2 separate regions of the Sus scrofa genome follow, and region 2 is linked to region 1. A link is a contact called in public targeted proximity ligation data. All regions are on one chromosome and are shown on one strand. The core of a region is the stretch at or near the end of the contact, and the rest is flanking DNA. Distances in the headings are between cores, read along the strand shown. Region 1 has its middle 45 kb from the start of FABP5. Region 2 has its middle 16 kb from the start of PAG1.

Region 1 (5,471 bases), core at 898-3,397:
GCGTTGAATCAGAGCTGCAGCTGCCAGCCTAACCACAGCCATAGCACCTCGGGATCCGAATCATGTCTTCGACCTACACCACAGCTCAAGGCAACGCCGGATCCTTGAGTGAAGCCGGGGTGGAACTTGCATCCTTGTGGATGCTAGTCAGGTTTGTAACCCGTTGAGCCACAATAGGAACTCCCTTTACCCATTATCTTGTAATAACCTCTAGTGGAATATAATCTGCAAAAATACTGAATCACTGTGCTGTACACCTGAAACTAACACAATATTGTAAATCAGCTATGTTTTAATTAAAAAAGCCCTTCATTGATACTTTCAATATCATGGATGCATCTTAAAAACATTACACTGAGTGAAAGAAGCCAGGCAAGAAAAGACCATATGTGATACGATTTCATCTTACGATATTATGGAAAAAGAAAAACTTGAGTGATGGAAAGTAAAGTGTTTGAGGAACTGAGGACCTGGGAGAGGGATGGGAGGAAGGAGTTGTGTGCATAGAAGAATGCTCAATTTGGGGAGTCATGAGAAATGTTCACAATAGTGGTTGTGGATAGTATGTGTTTGCTAAAACTCAACAAAGTGTAACCTTAAAATCAGTACTTTTTATATTCTGTTAATCATACCTCAATAAAGCTGATTAAATAAAGATATATTAAAAATGCATCTCTATAAATACTCAGGAATCTGATACAAAGATATTCGTGTTTCTTCTTTTTGAAGAAGGAGGAAGAATTTTGTTCTCATTTATGAGAAAAGCCTCCAGGGCCTGTTCTAGCAAAAGTACAATGGGAGACACTTTCTCTTTCACTGGACATGGCTTTGAATGCCTCCTCTCATTTCACGTTTTGGAATTACAAATTCTTCTTTGTGTTCTTCAGTGACGTGTTTTCTGACTAGGATTTTTTCTTTTTTCTTTTAAACAGGACTGGGGCTGTGCAGGGGTTCTGGGAGAGGCTGAATTGCCCCAGGATCATGCTCTTTCTAGGAAACAGGAACTAGGGGGTCAAGGTTTGTGTGGGTTCAGTGTCATCTGAACTTGATGCGCCTTGGCCTCATGTGTCCCTTCCATGTTTAGAAGGTCCCTCTCTTGGGCCTATCATTTCACAGAAGCCCCAGGATATGGTGATTTGGGTGGAGCCTGTATTTTATCTCAAGGTTTGGAGGAATGTCATGTTGATCTATTCCCACTAGAAGCTGGGTACTTCTATGAGTGAACTTCCTGAGAGTCCATGCCATTAATAGATAGGACAATTTTAGCTCTTTGAGCAAAGGTCTCTTGAGTTTTGACTTCAACCTGAAAAACAGATGACAAATGATAGCATTAGGTTCTGCCTGTTAAACTGATTTCCTGGATGATGTTTCTCTTGCATAATCCCTGTTAAATATTTGTACCTGATTCACCTGAGTTAAACAGTTGCAAATTTCCCAGGGTGGAGGAATAGGTACAAGTCAACCCAGGGTACAAATATGGTGCCTAAGTCAGGCCCTGGCGAGTCTTCATTCCCTAAAACGAGGTGTAGCACTCTCATTTTTTACTGTAGCGGACAAAGACATGGTGATTGAAACCAGAAAGAGCCTCATTTAAAAAGGCCAGGCGCCTAGTACCCCCTCCTCTGTGAAGGAAGAAATGAGAAGACATAACCTTTTTATTTATGTATTTTTTAATTGTTTTTTATTTTTTGGCTTTTTAGGGCCACACCCACGGCATACGGAAATTCCCAAGCTAGGGGTCGAATTGGAGCCACATCCACAGCAAGGCGGGATCAAGCCTCATCTGCGGCCTATGCCACAGCTCACGGCAACACCGGATCCTTAACCCACTGAGAGAAGCCAGAGATTGAACCCACAGCCTCATGGTACTAGTTGGATTTGTTACCTCTGAGCCACCATAGGAACTCCTCTTTAGTTTTATGTTGTAGATTACACATTTCTAAATATGTGGGAAATTATCAAAGATTGTGGTTCTTGATTTTGAAAAATGAAATTTTTCCTGTTAAAGTGTAACTATATAGGCATGCATATTAGCCCTATCTTTGCTTAATTTGGAGAGAATCAGCTGTTTCTAATCATTGCTTAAACCCCATAAAGGTTTCCAAGATTGGACCGCACCCAGTCCAAACTCTATCCAAGGTGGGCCAGTTCTGCCATCTAGTGGCCACCTTGTTGAACTACATCAGAGGGCATTCTGCGGTCTAGTCTGTTCTAGTCCTGAGAATTACTTTTAATTTAATGAGTCATGTGATTAGTTTTGGCCTTCATGTCTTTTCATTCCTACCTACTATCTGTGTGACTTGGGAAAATTATTTAATATTTCTGTGACTCAGTCTATCCATCTGCAGAATGGGGATAAGGACCTACTTCCTGTGATTTTCATGAGGCTCATGTGAGATAATATATGGAAAACGCTTAACAGAAGGCCTAGGCACAGGTAAATCCTGAATAAAATTTTATATTTTTATTATATTTCCTAATATAATTATAATTTTGCAAGTCCAGAACTGAAAATAAAAATAGGCTGAAACATAGAGTTCCCACTGTGACTCAGTGGTAATGAACCCAACCAGGATCCATGAGGATATGGGTTCAATCCCTGACCTTGCTCAGTGGGTTAAGGATCCAGCATTGCCTTGAGCTGTGGTGTAGGTCACAGACACAGCTCGGATCCTGCAATCCTGTGGTTCTGGCGCAGGCCGGAGGCTGCAGCTCTGATTCAACCCCTGGCCTGGGAACCTCCATATGCTGGGAGTATGGCCTTAAAAAGACCAAAAAAAAAAAAAAAAAAAAAAAAAAAAAAAGGCCAAAACATGGGAAATCGAGATATGGATATATGAGTATTTCAGAATAAATTAAATATACAATATCCAAAGCTTGGAAGAAGATCAAGTTTATTTAGGCTTCTCGTGTACACTGCCAACAATTGTATCATTGCAATTATGCCCACCTCATTCCAAGTCTTTCCCCACGTCATACTGAATGTTCCCACATGGCAGACAACTCATTACCCTGCATGCGTTTTAAGGCCTTTCTTCCTCTTTCAGGAACATTCTCCCTTTCAATTTTATATTTCACAACCCTTAATTCCTAACTCAAATGCCAGCTTCCTGTACACACTCCTCCAGGGCTGCAAGTAAAGTAGATCTTGCCTTTCATCTCTAGCAGAGCATTTGATGCACATGGATGTGCTGGAGACAGCTGGGAATCTGTGTGTGTGGCCACATCACTACAGGGTGATGTGCTTGCTGTGAGATGTTATATATTATCTTTGTATCTTCTCTCCCCCAACCCAAGGCCTAACACAAAGACTCCACACAAAAAATGCTCCATAGAAGGTTGTAGAACTGAAATAAAATCTTGGAGTTCCCCTCGTGGCACAGTGGTTAATGAATCCGACTAGGAACCATGAGGTTGAGGGTTCGATCTCTGCCCTTGCTCAGTGGGTTAAAGGATCCAACGTTGCCGTGAGCTGTGGTGTAGTTTGTAGACGCGGCTCGGATCCTGTGTTGCTGTGGCTCTGGTGTAGGCCAATGGCTACAGCTCCGATTGGACCCCTAGACTGGAAACCTCCATATGCCACCAGAGTGGCCCAAGAAATAGCAAAAAGACAAAAAAAAAAAAAAAAATCTTGGCAAACAAATATGTAGAACAGTTTTTTAAGAAGGCCGAATGACTCTTAGAAGCATCTAAGGTACATTGGACTAAAATGGCCCAAGGCTTTGAGTTGGCAGGGTTAGTCCATCAAAATATGCTTTAGGATTAAAAATTAAGTAACATTTTATAATAAAAATAACATACTTTGGGATTAAAATCAAGTAATATTTTATAATGACAATAATAGATTTTATTAAAGAATACTTGGAAATTACTGATGAGTAAAGAAAAAAGTCATGGCTCTACTACCCAAATATTATTCATATTTGATGTATTTTCTCAACATTTTGTCTCTACAATGTTTTTATTACATGGCTGTGATCCTTGCCTATTTGCAGTTACAACTTTAACTTATTTAAAATAGTTTCCCATGATGCTATTTGCACATTAGAAGCATCATTTTAAAAAGCAGAATTCCACCAAATAAATGTGCCAGGGTGTAGTTAACAGCATTGTATTTTAGGCATTTGGCTTGTTTATTTATATATATTTGCTATTAAATTGTGATAACACAAGGTGTATCTTTGGGCCTAAAGGTTTTCCTTTGTCTAGGATTTGCTTTGATAAGCCCCAGAAGTATAATCCTTATTGACTTTCTTATCATGGTAAACCCCAATGGACCAAAAATTGGAAACTTGTAATAAACTGAAAGGTAACTGGAAAACGGATTTAGACTTATGATGGCTCCAGGTCTTCCTTATGAACTTTGACCGCCCAGAACTTATTGAAGATGTGAAAAAGGGCTTTAGAAAGTTAAGATAAGCAAGCACAGAAGGCATGCTATTTTCTCAAATCATTTCCTGATATTAAATTGTTTTCTTTATTTATTTTTAAATTTTGTAATGAAATATGGCTGATTTACAATATTATGTTAGTTTCAGGTGTACAGCAAAGTGATTCTGTTATTTTAAAACATACACACACACACACACACACACACACACACACACACACTTTTCAGATTATTTTCCACTATAGGTTATTATGGGATATTGAATATGGTTCCCTGTGGCTTATCTAGAGCTTATGGTTGATTTCTTGGCACATTTGAGTGTGTGTGTATGGATATTGTTGTTTCGTTTTTATAAGTGAAATAAATACTCAGCTAAAATATGTGTTAGCTGACTTCACATCTTTCTTCCACAAAGAATGATTCCCTTGTTTCCTGAATTTATTCATTTATACATTTATTAATTCATTTAAAAATATTTTTATGGAATATTTTTATCTTTATGGATATTTTTATCTTTATGCTATACCAGGCATTCCTGCTAGATGTTATCTAACCAAACATTAATAAGACACTTCTTAAAAGGATTTTTATAGCTTAATGAATAAAAGATAAATAAATGATGACAATGCCATATGACGCTTACTTTATAGAAGTAAGAATAGCATGGCTTTGGAAACAAAATGGGTGAATTTGTTCTGTCTGGGTAATAAGACTTCACCAAGGATCTTATTCTTCAGTCTTGAATGATGTAGGAATTTAATAAATGGACTTGAGATGAATTCCAGTCAGAGAGACTAACATATTCATGGGTGTGAGAAAGAATGACTTGGAAAAATTGAAAAATTCTTTGTGGCTGAAGGGAGGGCTTCCATGGAAGAAAGGAAGAGAAAATCATGCTGTAAAGATAGGATGAGGTTAGATTATGAAGGGCTTTATATTTTTAAATTCCAAGCCAAAAAATATGTATTTTATACTGTAACTTACGCAGAGCCAGTAAAAATTTTATTCTCTTTTTTTCTCCTCCTCCTCCTTTTTGATTTTCTTTTTCTTCTCCTTCACGTGTGTGTGTGTGTGTGTGTGT
Region 2 (5,471 bases), core at 1,409-3,908, 110 kb before region 1:
AAGTACTTATTAATTATAATACTCATTTTTCATAGCAAGCTTATTTAACACCTTCCTCTTGCTGGTCTTTAATTCCCCACCCCACCCCCTTATTTAACAGATTGGAAAAGCTACACGACAGATAAACTTCTTTCCTAAAATCTCAGAGTAAGTCAGGACCAGATCTGAAATTTAAAGTCTGTCTTGGAGTTCCTGTTGTGGCTCAGTGGTTAACAAATCTGACTAGGAACCATGAGGTTGCGGGTTCAATCCATGGCCTTTCTCAGTTAGGGATCCAGCGTTGCCATGAGCTATGGTGTAGATTGCAGACATGGCTTGGATCCCGTGTTGCTGTGGCTCTGGTGTAGGCTGGCAGCTATAGCTCCGGATGGACCTCTAGCCTGGGAACCTCCATATGCTGCAGGAGCGGCCCAAGAAAATGGCAAAAAGACAAAAAATAAAATAAAATAAAATAAAGTCTGTCTTACTTGGGTTTCCAAGTCTGTTACCTAGCTTATCATACCTATCTTAATTATTAAGAGCTACTATGACTAGAACATAGCCAGAACCCTGATGCGGCTTGAACTCACATTTTTTTTTTGTTTTTGTTTTTGTTTTTTTTTTTTGGAATTAGAATCACTCCTTAATGTCTGGACTTACTAATGTTCAGGTTCTTTGCATCTGCGCAGAAGGAATTCAGCAAGAGACAAAGTGATAGGCAAGAATAGATTTATTAAGGTAGGAAGCTTCTGAGAGATACAAGCAGGCAGGCAAGGAAGCTCTGCCCTGAGGATTAGGTGGGCTACATTTTTATAATCCAAAGAAAGTGGGAGTGGGAAAAGACTGCCTTCTTCCTCATTCTTTGAGTAGACATCAGGCTTACATCATTAGCTCCTTCTGTGTATCTGGTAAGGGAGTATTTGACCTTCTGAGGTCAGACTAGGACTGTCGTGCTGCTTATTCAGATCTGCAGAAAGGTGGTAACATATGCTAAAATATGTTGAATCTTCTCAGGTTTCTGTATCATGAGGGTTTCCTACTTTGGAATGTCATCTTTCCCTTAAATTCTGGTCCTTAGTCCTAAGGATCATTATCTTGCTGAACTTGAATACAGGCCTCATTTTATCTTTCACTTAATGACCTGAGGCACATCTCGTGGTTTTATGGTTTTATAGTTAAGCAAGCCTGCTTCATTCCACATCTGATGGCTTTCTTAAGTGATCATTAACTTAACAGTGACCTCCCAAAGTTCCCAGGTTTTCTTCTCTACCTATGGTCCCCTATTTGGACTTTTTTTTTTTTTTTTTTGTCTTTTAGTCTTTTCTAGGGCCACACTCACAGCATATGGAGGTTCCCAGGCTAGGGGTCCAATCGGAGCTGTAGCCTATGCCACAGGCACAGCAACGCGGGATCCGAGCCATATCTGCAAACTTCACCACAGCTCACAGCAACACGGATCCCCAACCCACTGAGCAAGGCTGGGGATTGAACCGGCAACCTCATGGTTCTTAGTCGGATTCATTAACCACTGAGCCACAACAGGAACTCCTCTATTTGAACTTCTATAACTACCTGTGTAACTATCCTACTCTATCCCTATCATTAGGATTATATAGACAATGATAGACAATGATGTAGCCATCGAAGTTCAGATGGTCCTATTATGGTTCTATTATGGATGGTGAGCTTGTCATTCATCTCAGAATTGTTCATTTAGCCTTATGTTTATTCTAGTAAACAAACTCGATGTCATTTTGCCAAATTAAGACAGTGCATCATTTATACTGATAGGAAACTTTAGGCATCCAACTTAATTTAAAATATAAACTCTTAAAAAGGAAAAGACTGGAGTTCCCGTCGTGGCTCAGTGGTTAATGAATCTGGCTAGGAACCATGAGGTTGCATATTTGATCCCTGTCCTTGCTCTATGGGTTAAGGATCCGGCATTGTTGTGAGCTGTGGTGTGGGTCACAGATGTGGCTTGGATCCCATGCTGCTGTGGCTGTGGTGTAGGTCAGCAGCTGCAGCTCCAATTGGACCCCTGACCTGGGAACCTCCATATGCCTTGGGTGTAGCCCCAGAAAAGACCAAAAAAATGACAAAAAAAAAAAAAAAAAAAAAGGAAAAGACCACTTGAAGCACTGACAAAAACAGAGACAAGAAACATTTTTTAAAATAAAATCCCAAGGATCGAAAAATAACTGTACTGCCTATCTAGCAGGTTAAAATTTAATTAGCTCTGTTGAATTGTAGCTAGACTCACTCTTTGAGTCTTCTTCAGGTTATACATTTGAATTGAAACAATAACTTTGCAGCTAGAAGAGTTTCTAATGACTTTGGGGCATACCAGCTAACAATTTATCTCAGGAGGGAGAAGGGAAGAGGAATATTGTTTGATTTTATCAGATTCAGTGTTACTCTTCAGAAATAATTACTTGCTTTTCTAACACACCAAACTTTTACTTTATTACTGACAGACTCTCTGAAATGACAGCCACTGACGTTACAGAACCGTCATTATTGTAACATTCTATCTGACAACATGCAATCATGTACATTAAGAGGTTTAAATTGCCCTCAAACATGTGGTAGGAAAGTTTGTTTAACTCAGTGCTGAGTACTACAAGCTCAATAATAAACTTTCACTGATAGGCTGATTCTCACTACATTTTCCTAAGAGCTCTGTCTAAACAGCAAACAAGGACAGAAATGACTGTGTCCTGGAGTCTTAAGTGTAGACATACTTGTGACACTTTCTCTGAGTCAAAGCAGATGATTTCTGTGGAAATTTTGCAATTAAGAGAAAAGTTCACAGGCCTTCCCTTCTGGATAGATAAGGATGTCTGTTCCACACAAGTTTTGTGGGTACTTACTCTCAAATGGGATACCCCTGGGGGATTTGACTTTTCAAGAAAAGGCCTCAGAAGAGCTTCCTGGTGGCACAATGGGTTAAAGATCCAGCATTGTCATTGCTGTGGCTCTGGTCACTGCTGTGGTGCAAGTTCGATCTCTGGCTTGAGAGCTTCTACATGCTACAGACTCAGTCCAAAAAGAGAGAGAGAAAGAGAGAGAAGTCCTGATTTTTATTATGTATTATGTAGTAGTATTTAACTGCAGGGTGTCCAGATCAGTTCTCTCTTTCCTTTTTTTTTTTTTTTTCTTTTTACAGCCACTCCTGTGGCATATGGAAATTCCCAGTCTAGGGGTCAAATTGGAGTTGCAGCTGCCAGTCTACCCCACAGCCACAGCAATGCCAGATCCAAGCCATGTCTGTGACCTACACCACAGCTCACTGCAACGCCAGATTCTTAACCCACTGAGCAGAGCCAGGGATCGAACCTGCAACTTCATGGATACTAGTCAAGGTTTGTTACCACTGAACCACCACACAATATCCCCCAGATCCGTTCTCTTTTGAGGTTCACTTAGAGCAATTCCAAAATTTCAGAATTTACTGTTCAGGCTAATTTGGACTCTTCAGAATTCGGAATGATGTGGCCTGCTGTAGGCTCACCCTCCTGGGACCACAGGAGAATTGATAGAGATTTGGTTAGAAAAAGATGGCCTTGGCTAGAGAATTCTGTACCTCCTACCATGCGAACATCAAAGCAGGTGTCGTCTTTTGTAGGAGACAGAGCTGAAGATGAGATTCAGCCCCCAGCACAGCGGTTAGCAGTGTGGGCTCTCATATGCCTCCACAAACAGGTGCTTGGATCTTAATCATGTTGCCTATTCTCTGTCTCCCGATTCCTCGATTGTAAAATATAGCAGTGGCTTTTCTTACTGAATCTTTATATGATTGATAAAGTTAATGGTTTTTAAACATTTGGCACAGTCTCTGGAAGCTAGAAAGTTCTCAAATAACAACCAATAGTGCTGGGTGTGCTGGAGGAAGTCCATGCATTTTATTTTTGTCTTTTTTTTGTGGCGGGCCTCAGGTGCAGTATATGCAAATTCCCAGGCTAGGGGTCGAATTGGAGCTTCAGCTGCCAGCCAATGCCACAGCCACAGCACATCATATCTGAGCCAAGACTGAGAACTACATCACAGTTCACAGCAATGCCAGATCCTTAACCCACTGAGCAGAGCCAGGGATCAAACCCATGTCCTCATAAATACGAGTCAGGTTTGTTACCACTGAGCCACGATGGAAACTCCAGTCCATGCATTTTATACACGTAACTCATTTACTTTTCACAAAGACAGCAGGAAGGACCGCATTCCCATTTTACAGATGAAGAAACCAAGGCACATACAGATTAAGTAACTTGTGCAAGATCACACAGCTAGTAAGCAGCAGATAACCTCTATACATTTTAACCTGGGTCCAGTGGCTCCAGAGCCCATGCATTTAGCCACTCATTCCTGCTTCATCTCTAATAAATAAATGTGATGTTTTATTATTGTTGTTTTCCTTCCTGTAATTCTTTCCAACTCCATGACACCGATATGACCTCTATTTCTTCAGGTCCTTTGTTCCAAGGGAAGCGGCAGCTGGCTCCTCCTATGGCTAAACCAGGGTGATCCATGATAAGCCACTTGTCACTAGCATGAGTCCCATGGGGAAAGGTAGCCGGAATGACTGAAAGGCCATATATGGGGAGTTAAAACTCTGGTTTGGATTCTGACACTCTCTTGGCTATGTCGATAGATTCAAATGAATATTTCTATTCATCTTTCATGCCTAGAATTGCAAGATAATTTACTTAAATATAAATACTTACTGAATACCTACCAAGTGAGAGTATTTTATACTTTGTTGTGGATAGGAAAAAATGAATAAATAGAAGGCACGATCCCAACCACAAGTACTTTCTATCTAGGATGATAGGTGCCTATACAAGTAACCAGGCTGGAAAACCTGTGGGAGTTGGCAAGACCTGCATTCAAACATGTTTCATTTCCTACTTGTGTATCACCTTAAACACATGATCTTTCTGAGCCTTAATTTTCTCATTTGTAACGTGGACTCGATAATACTTCCCTTATAAGATTTGGATTGTTGCTAGTACTCATAAATGTTATTTAACAAGTGCTTTGCATAAACACACTGTTTTAAAAGAAGAAGATGGGTATGTCAGCAGGAAAAATATATAAACCTGTGAAAATGTTAAAGTATATATGAACTCACAGACAACATTTATTTCATGCTCGATTTTCAAGATAAACTAAAGAAGAGGTTATATTCCAAAATGCACTTTAATCTGGTAAAGAATTTGAGGTCTAGATGCCCCCTTCCCCACATTTAACAGTTAGGCTCTCTTCTGACTCATCAGCTCCTGGAACATCCTCACCATGATCTTTGGCAGAGGGTGTGTTTGTGCTCACCTGTGGAGTGTGTGGGGTGTCTTTTGCAGAGGAGGCTGGAGGATGCATGGATTGCCTGCTGTCTCAAGGCAGCGACAGTGCATAAGGAAAACGATGTACTTTTCAAAAAGTGAGCAGTGAGGGGAGAGCTCTTTTTCCCATATTCAATATTCTCTTCCATGTGA

What was found.
Region 2: a targeted proximity ligation map of alveolar macrophages shows a contact between it and region 1. A contact is called at or near these places in 10 of 47 Hi-C or Micro-C datasets (alveolar macrophages, embryonic fibroblasts, epiblast stem cells and 6 more) and 1 of 2 datasets of targeted methods (alveolar macrophages).

Annotation. Positions count from the first base shown.
Region 1 is chr4:55,324,872-55,330,342 of Sscrofa11.1, reverse strand. No RefSeq gene overlaps it. Among named protein-coding and RNA genes, the nearest start is that of FABP5, 45 kb to the right of the region's middle.
Region 2 is chr4:55,432,183-55,437,653 of Sscrofa11.1, reverse strand. No RefSeq gene overlaps it. Among named protein-coding and RNA genes, the nearest start is that of PAG1, 16 kb to the left of the region's middle.